Linked DNA regions of Rattus norvegicus: region 2 is linked to region 1. Evidence: chromatin contacts called from public Hi-C data. All regions are on one chromosome and are shown on one strand. The core of a region is the stretch at or near the end of the contact, and the rest is flanking DNA. Distances in the headings are between cores, read along the strand shown. Region 1 has its middle 48 kb from the start of Daam1. Region 2 overlaps Daam1 (dishevelled associated activator of morphogenesis 1).

Evidence for each region. A called contact is a pair of places that touch in the nucleus more often than the background predicts.
Region 2: a contact with region 1 is called in a Hi-C map of liver, with 2.1 times the contacts expected there. The contact joins two enhancer-like sites. A contact is called at or near these places in 3 of 12 Hi-C or Micro-C datasets (the A7r5 cell line and liver) and 1 of 1 datasets of contacts at active chromatin or transcription factors (oligodendrocytes).

What each region holds. Positions count from the first base shown.
Region 1 is chr6:96,133,812-96,136,864 of GRCr8, forward strand. It overlaps a transcript of Daam1 not described here. Among named protein-coding and RNA genes, the nearest start is that of Daam1, 48 kb to the right of the region's middle. Within about 2 kb of position 1,555, at least 18 of the 93 cell types and tissues checked have an H3K27ac peak or open chromatin away from gene starts, as enhancers often do. A contact at or near this core is called in liver, where this site is marked.
Region 2 is chr6:96,285,155-96,288,468 of GRCr8, forward strand. It overlaps Daam1 (dishevelled associated activator of morphogenesis 1), which reads left to right. Exons shown (of 24, transcript NM_001108030.1): 24 at 1-895. Among named protein-coding and RNA genes, the nearest start is that of Gpr135, 80 kb to the right of the region's middle. Within about 2 kb of position 1,292, at least 3 of the 93 cell types and tissues checked have an H3K27ac peak or open chromatin away from gene starts, as enhancers often do. A contact at or near this core is called in liver, where this site is marked.

The DNA.
Region 1 (3,053 bases), core at 305-2,804:
TCTTTAAGCTAGAATAACCCCAACAATGCCTCACAGGCCACTGTTGCCTATGTCCTAAGCAGGTCTAAAAATGCCTATATAGACAAGTATGCTCTTGAACTTCTAGTCATCCTTCCTCACCCCCAGAAGTGCTGAATCACTACCACACCTGTTTTGCACAGTGCTGGGTTCAAACCCAAGGCTTTGAGCATCCTGGGCAAGCACTTCAGGTTACACCTCTGGCTCAGCAGTGCTTGTAAACATTGAATGGCATGCGTGCATGAGCGCTTATTCTTCAAGTACCACAGGTCTCACCCTGCCCTTGTGCCACGTGCACGGCCATTTACTTCACAGCATTCTCTCTTTACTTCCTTGCCCCTGATAACATTAAATGTGTAATTCTATAAAAATATTTTTACATTATGGATCGCATGTGCGTGTGCACGCATGCGTGTGCACGTTTGCTGTCTGTAGCTATGTTAAACACCACGACCAAGCGACTTGGGAAAAGAGGGTCTGTTCCATCTCATAATAAAGAGACCATGCCATCGTCTGTCTTGGAGAGAAGAAAGGCAGAAACTGGAGTGGAAACCATGGAGGACTGCTGCTCACTGGTTTGCTCTTTCTTTGTAGCTCAGCCAGCTTTGTTATCTAGCCTAGAGCTACCTGACTGGTCTTCCTACATCAATTATCAATCAAGAAAATGCCCCCACAGACATGCTCACAGGGCAGGGTGACTGAGGAGACTCCCTCTATAACTCTGGGCTGTGTCAACAGCTGATGCTAGCCCGAGAGAGGGAAAGGATGGATTTGACTGCAAATGCAAATTCCATGATGTCCGTGAGTACCTGCGGAGGTCAGAGGACACCTCAGAGAGTCAGTCCTCTTCCACCCTGTGAGTGCTGTGACTGAATTCAGGTCATCAGTCTTACCTGCTGAGCTGTCTCACTGCCTCAGGGATATAATTCTTAATTGAAACCAAATGACACTCAGATGAGGTTCGTCAAAGGTTTATGAACCAGTAGTCCTCTGGCAAACAGTCCTTTCTTCTTCTCTGGTCCCTTGTTTCTCAACACATTGAACACTGGCCTGGATAATGCTGTTGGGAGGGGGTCTCCCTAGTGCGGTGTTCAGCCGCACCCCGACCTGCATCCATGCATGGATCCATGCTTATGGTGCCCCTCCACTGTTGCAACACAACTTCAAAGTCAGACATAGCCAAGCATCTCCTAGAGGATAAAATTGCCCTTGTGGAGAGTGAGCGAGAAGATTTTAAATGGTCCAAGGGCTTTAAACATTGAAACAGGCTTGCATGTTTAGGGGATAAACTGGATTTCTTTTGGGAAATGGAGTTGCCCCTGCTGGTTTTATTTATTTGGGCAGTTGGTTAAAGCCAAGAGAAAGGTCAGGGGATTAGAGCCATTGGGGTCATTTCTCCATTCTTCCATGACCATAGCCTGGGAAGCCAGCCACATTTTAAGATATGTCCTTGGTCACAACAGGGGACCCTGTGAGACACTGGTTCTGGCCAGGGAAAGCCCACCAGCGCCAGTGAGTAAACAGCTTTGAAGCCTGTGGCCTGGGTTTGTAGGTCAGTTACCTTATCTCTGGATAAGGAAGACTAGGCTTTGGGGAAAGGGAAGCCAAAGCTCTTGCTGTTGTCAAAGGCCAGCGTGCTTTAAAAACAGCTTTAGCCTTTAAAAGCCACAGCAACAGCTTGTCCCAGAACAGAGAAGCGCCCTGACTTGTTCCCCTCCCACTCCCCAGACAAGAATGTCTTTCAAACTTCACTTGGGTTTTGGCACCCTCCAAACTTGCCTTTCAGAGTTCAAAGTGAAAATGTTGTCGCACTTTAATTAACTGACCCAAGATCCTCTTTTGGTCACTAACGTAAAGATAATGTGTGAGGAGGCATGGCTTCCATTAAACAGTTAGCCAGCACTTAGGGAGATGGCTCTGATGATGACATGCTTGTTGGGCAGGGCAAGTGTGAGGACCTGAGTTTGAATACTTGACACCCACCTAAAAAGACACAGATAGTGTCAGCCTATAGTCACAGCTGGGGAGGTAGTAAATCTCTGAGTGCACTCCAGATTTAGTGAGAGACTTAGCCTCAAAAAAGTCAGGCAGAGAGCAGAGTAGAAGGACATATGGCATTGACCTGGCTACCCATGCACACATATACACACATACACGCACATATACACACATATACACGCACACACATGCACACACACGCGTACACACACACACACATTTTACAGGTGAATGAGTACATATGTTACCTGCAGACCACACACAAAATTAAAAACAAGTCAGCCATAGTTCCTTCTCAGGAGCTGTGTGGACTTTTGAGGTCATCTGCACCCCTCCTCGGGGTCTACCATGTCTGTTCTCCAGCTGGCCATTAGGCTTTCCCGGGCTGACTTGAGAAAGAGATGCATGAGGAGACTGGTTTGCAACACCTAGGGCCCTAGCTCCAGGACTGTCACAGTCACCCTAGAAAGTCCTAACATGAAAATGTGAGAAGATCAGGAGAGCTTGGGTTTGGGAAGTGTGGGTCTAGTTGCACATTGTGTCAGGCCATCTGTCTGTCTGTCTGTCTAAATGTTAACTCTCAGTGTTTGTATTCATTTGTATGAACTTTGTAAACCTTTTTATTTAGAATTTTGCATATGTGAGGAAGGTGTTTTTTTTTTTTTTTGTGGGTGTCATAGTGCATATTGTGTGAAATGTTGGACTCTGTGCTTCTAATAAGTGTGGGGCTTTATCATATTTAACTGAAACCTGTAAGTACCTGGAAATTCTCTTTTCCCCAAGATCCTTTCCTGGGAGGCTTCCATGCACCCTTTAACAAATCATTTGTTTTTAAAAAAAAAAAAAAAGGTAACAAACTGCCTAGTCACAAATGCTTAACACTAAGCAGGGTCTTTGGGATAAAGCTGGGCAGTGGAGTAGTCACGAGTGCTCTTCCTAGCCTCTGTTCTAGAGGAGACCCAGAAGTGATCTAGAAAGCTCTTAGCTATTTCACAGCTAATCCAGGCCCTGAGAGCTTCCTAGCTGACTGCTCCGCA
Region 2 (3,314 bases), core at 42-2,541, 150 kb after region 1:
ATGGACTATATTGTTTAGTGCAGATGGCAAGGGATCTGTGCTGTGTGAAAGCTGTGAAACAGTGCTCTAAGAATTGTCAAGAGCTGTGGTTTTTACATTTTTTGTTTTTCTTCATCACATACTTAGCAACTTTTCTACCCATTATGTAGAAGCAAATAGCTCTTCACTAAGGCAGTCACAGGTGCAAAGCAGAGCTGACTCTCCCAGCCCCGAGCTAACCCCAGTCTGCAAGCATCCTGGCAGTGGTGCCGATGCAGACCTGGCTCGGGCCAGCCTGGGGAGGAGGAGCGGGGTGGAGTGATGGATTTCACTGTTCCTGATCTAAAGTGCCTCTTTGTATATTCTTTTCTATTGATAGCAGGAAAAGTTTGGTCCAGCTCAGTTTTGGAACTGTGGAAAGAGACTCACACCAGAGAGCAAGTCTGTGTCGCATGTCCCCTTGCCTTTCTTAGAATCCTCCTCACTTCCATGTAGCCCTCCTGGTAGGCCACCTTTGCCCTTCCCAGCTTCCGGTTTATTTTCCTAAAGACTGTGCAGGTAACTTCATGTGCCATTGTTACAAAAAAAAAAAAATGGACTTTTTAGACTGGTGCTGGTGTAAGTAGTCACTTTTCTCTCTTGAGTATGTATTTTAAAGATTTTTTTAAATAATGCCAAAAAAAGAAAAGCATTATAATTTCTAAACTTAATCAATGTCTCGTATCTTACTAGCTTAGTAGTTGGACCCATTTAGTCTTTAGATGCAAGACTGTTGTTACAGAACCAAGGGAAAAAAAGGTGTCGTGTGTGCTATGAGACTGTACATTTTTTTAAATAGCAATATGCAATAAAGATGACTTCACTGGGTTTACGGATGTGTTTTCTATGTATTATTAAAATAGCAAGGTTAGACATCTTAGTGCAATCTATCATGGAGTTTAAATGTAGCGTGTCAGCGAAGCAGATCTGTGTATGTATTTCTAAGTGTGCTTACTCTGGAGCTAAAGGAGCACAGGTCCCAGTGCAGCGGTGTTTCTCTATCCAGGCTGCACTGCTGTCTCTCTCTGTACTGTTTATGGGGCACGTCCATGCGTCTGAGTTAGGTGCAGCTTCCGTCTCCAACATCAGCACCTGTGTGTCGTGAGACACCGTGATGTGCATCAGTATGAGAAACACTACTGCGTGGAGGAAGACGTCGCCTCCTTTCACCTCACTCCATTCTGAAGTCAAGCTGAAAACAACCATCGAGCCCGCCACCCTCTGACCTTCCTGATCTTCGGACTCGGTGTTCTGATTCCTGCCGCCAGCTTTGTTTGCCATTAAGTTACAGGGTAACTGCACAGTACTAAAGCTGCTCTCTGCTGCTGGAGTTGAGGCAGGAGAGACATCTGCAGGTCAGACCACCCTCCTGCAAAGCAAGCACACCATTGCCTCCTGTCTGTCCGTGAGTGTGGGGCTACATGCCTTGCTAGCCCTCCATATGTGGGTAAAGACATGATAAGACGTGAAGGCTCCAGATCATTATGGTCAGTTTAGTCTTCACTCACCCAGCCGTGGCGGTAGCTGGGGGGATGATCACTTCTAGCAGAGTCCATCATGTGACCCATCTAGAACTTTGCCCATTTTCTGCAGTCTGATGTGGATTTATATGCTGTAAATTAGATATGTGAGGCTGTGTGTGTGTGTGTGTGTGTGTGTGTGTGTGTGTGTACAAGTTTGTTTACACTTATATGGGCATGCATATGAAGTCCTGATATAGTAATCAATTTCCACCATATTGAGGCTGTCACCAAACCCAGAGTTTCACCAGTTTTACCTTGCTGATTCTGGCTAGCCTAACTTATTAGGGGAATCTCTTATTTCTACCTCCTGAGTGCTGGAATTGTAGGCCATCACAATACCTGCCCTGTTTTTCCGTGGAATCTTGGGATCTTCACTCCAGTCTCTGGACCATAAAGGAGGATCCATCTCTCCAAGCCAGTTTGGGCACATTTGTATGGTCATAATCATTTCAAAGGCCAGATTCTGGAAGGGAAAACTTTCAGGTGTTTCCATCAGGTGGAGACCACAGGAAAGGCTGAAGGCTGGGCAGCTCCCTGCTGGGTAGTTGGGTAGATGCCAGCTTCCTCACGGTATTCGAGGTAACAGACTGGGACTTCCTGCCTCTGGTTCATGTGTGGGCTCTAATTACTGAGTTCTGCTTATTACATTGTATTTATATTGTGTTGCATCTCCATATCTGTATGCCCCCTCCCAATGATATGAACTTTGCTTAAGTTTAAACATTTTTTGAGGGGACTGGATAAATAGCTTAGCGATTAAGAGCACTTACTGCAGGGAAACCAATAATTCTACCTCTGGGTGTCTATTAGAAAAAGGAAACATACATGCACAGAGAAGAAACAGTACTGATATGCAGAATGGGGCTTGAGAGGGGGCTCAGTGGTTGAGAGCACTGGCTGCTCCCACAGAGGGCCCGGGCTCCATTCCCAGCACCCACGTGGTGGCTCACAACCCTCTGTAACTCCAGTTCCAGGGGGTATGACACCTCTTCCTGGCCTCTTCAGGCACCGTGCACACGTGATACACAGACAGGAACCTGCAAGGAAAATATTCATGCACATAAAAGAAATGTTTTGACATTATCCAGACAGTGAAGAAAATGCCCTAGCTGCCCTTTGATCTCGTCCCTGGCACTTTTTTATCGTTTTTTTTTTTTTAATCACCTGTGTTTCCATGGTATCAAACAAACAATATGAGTACAATCAAAGGTTGCTTTTCTTTTTTTTTTTTTTTTTTTTTTAACCTTTTCTGAGACGGCCTCACTGCATCACACTGTCTTACCAGGAGTTTTCTTCAAAGCCCATGTTGGCCTCAGGTCCTGTTCCAACCTGCTGAGCGAACGAGATCTGCGTTTCCATCAAACGTTGATAGGTTTGGGGTTTTCAGAGAAAATAAACAGTTCCTAAGAAGAGATGGGTTTGCTCATATCACTTGGTGGGGTTAAAATTCCTCCTCAAAGGGGATGCCGTAAGCAACATCTACCCCTTCTCCTCAGGGAGAGCCGCCACCACCACCGTCTACCACTTCTAAATTCCGAAGGAGAAACGGAGGGAGGTACCATTCTGTTCAAGTTCACTCTGGAGAATCAATGAGTATATAGGGTGCACATACAGTGCATGAGTGAGGAGTGACTTCAGCCAATATACTCTACTGTCCCCACCAGCCCTGCCATGTGCAATTAGGCTGAGCTGTATACAATAGGGGGTAGCGAGCAGCTGGATGCCCAGGTGAGAGAGTGGCCTTCCCACCCTCCACGAGAGGGCATAAAGCAG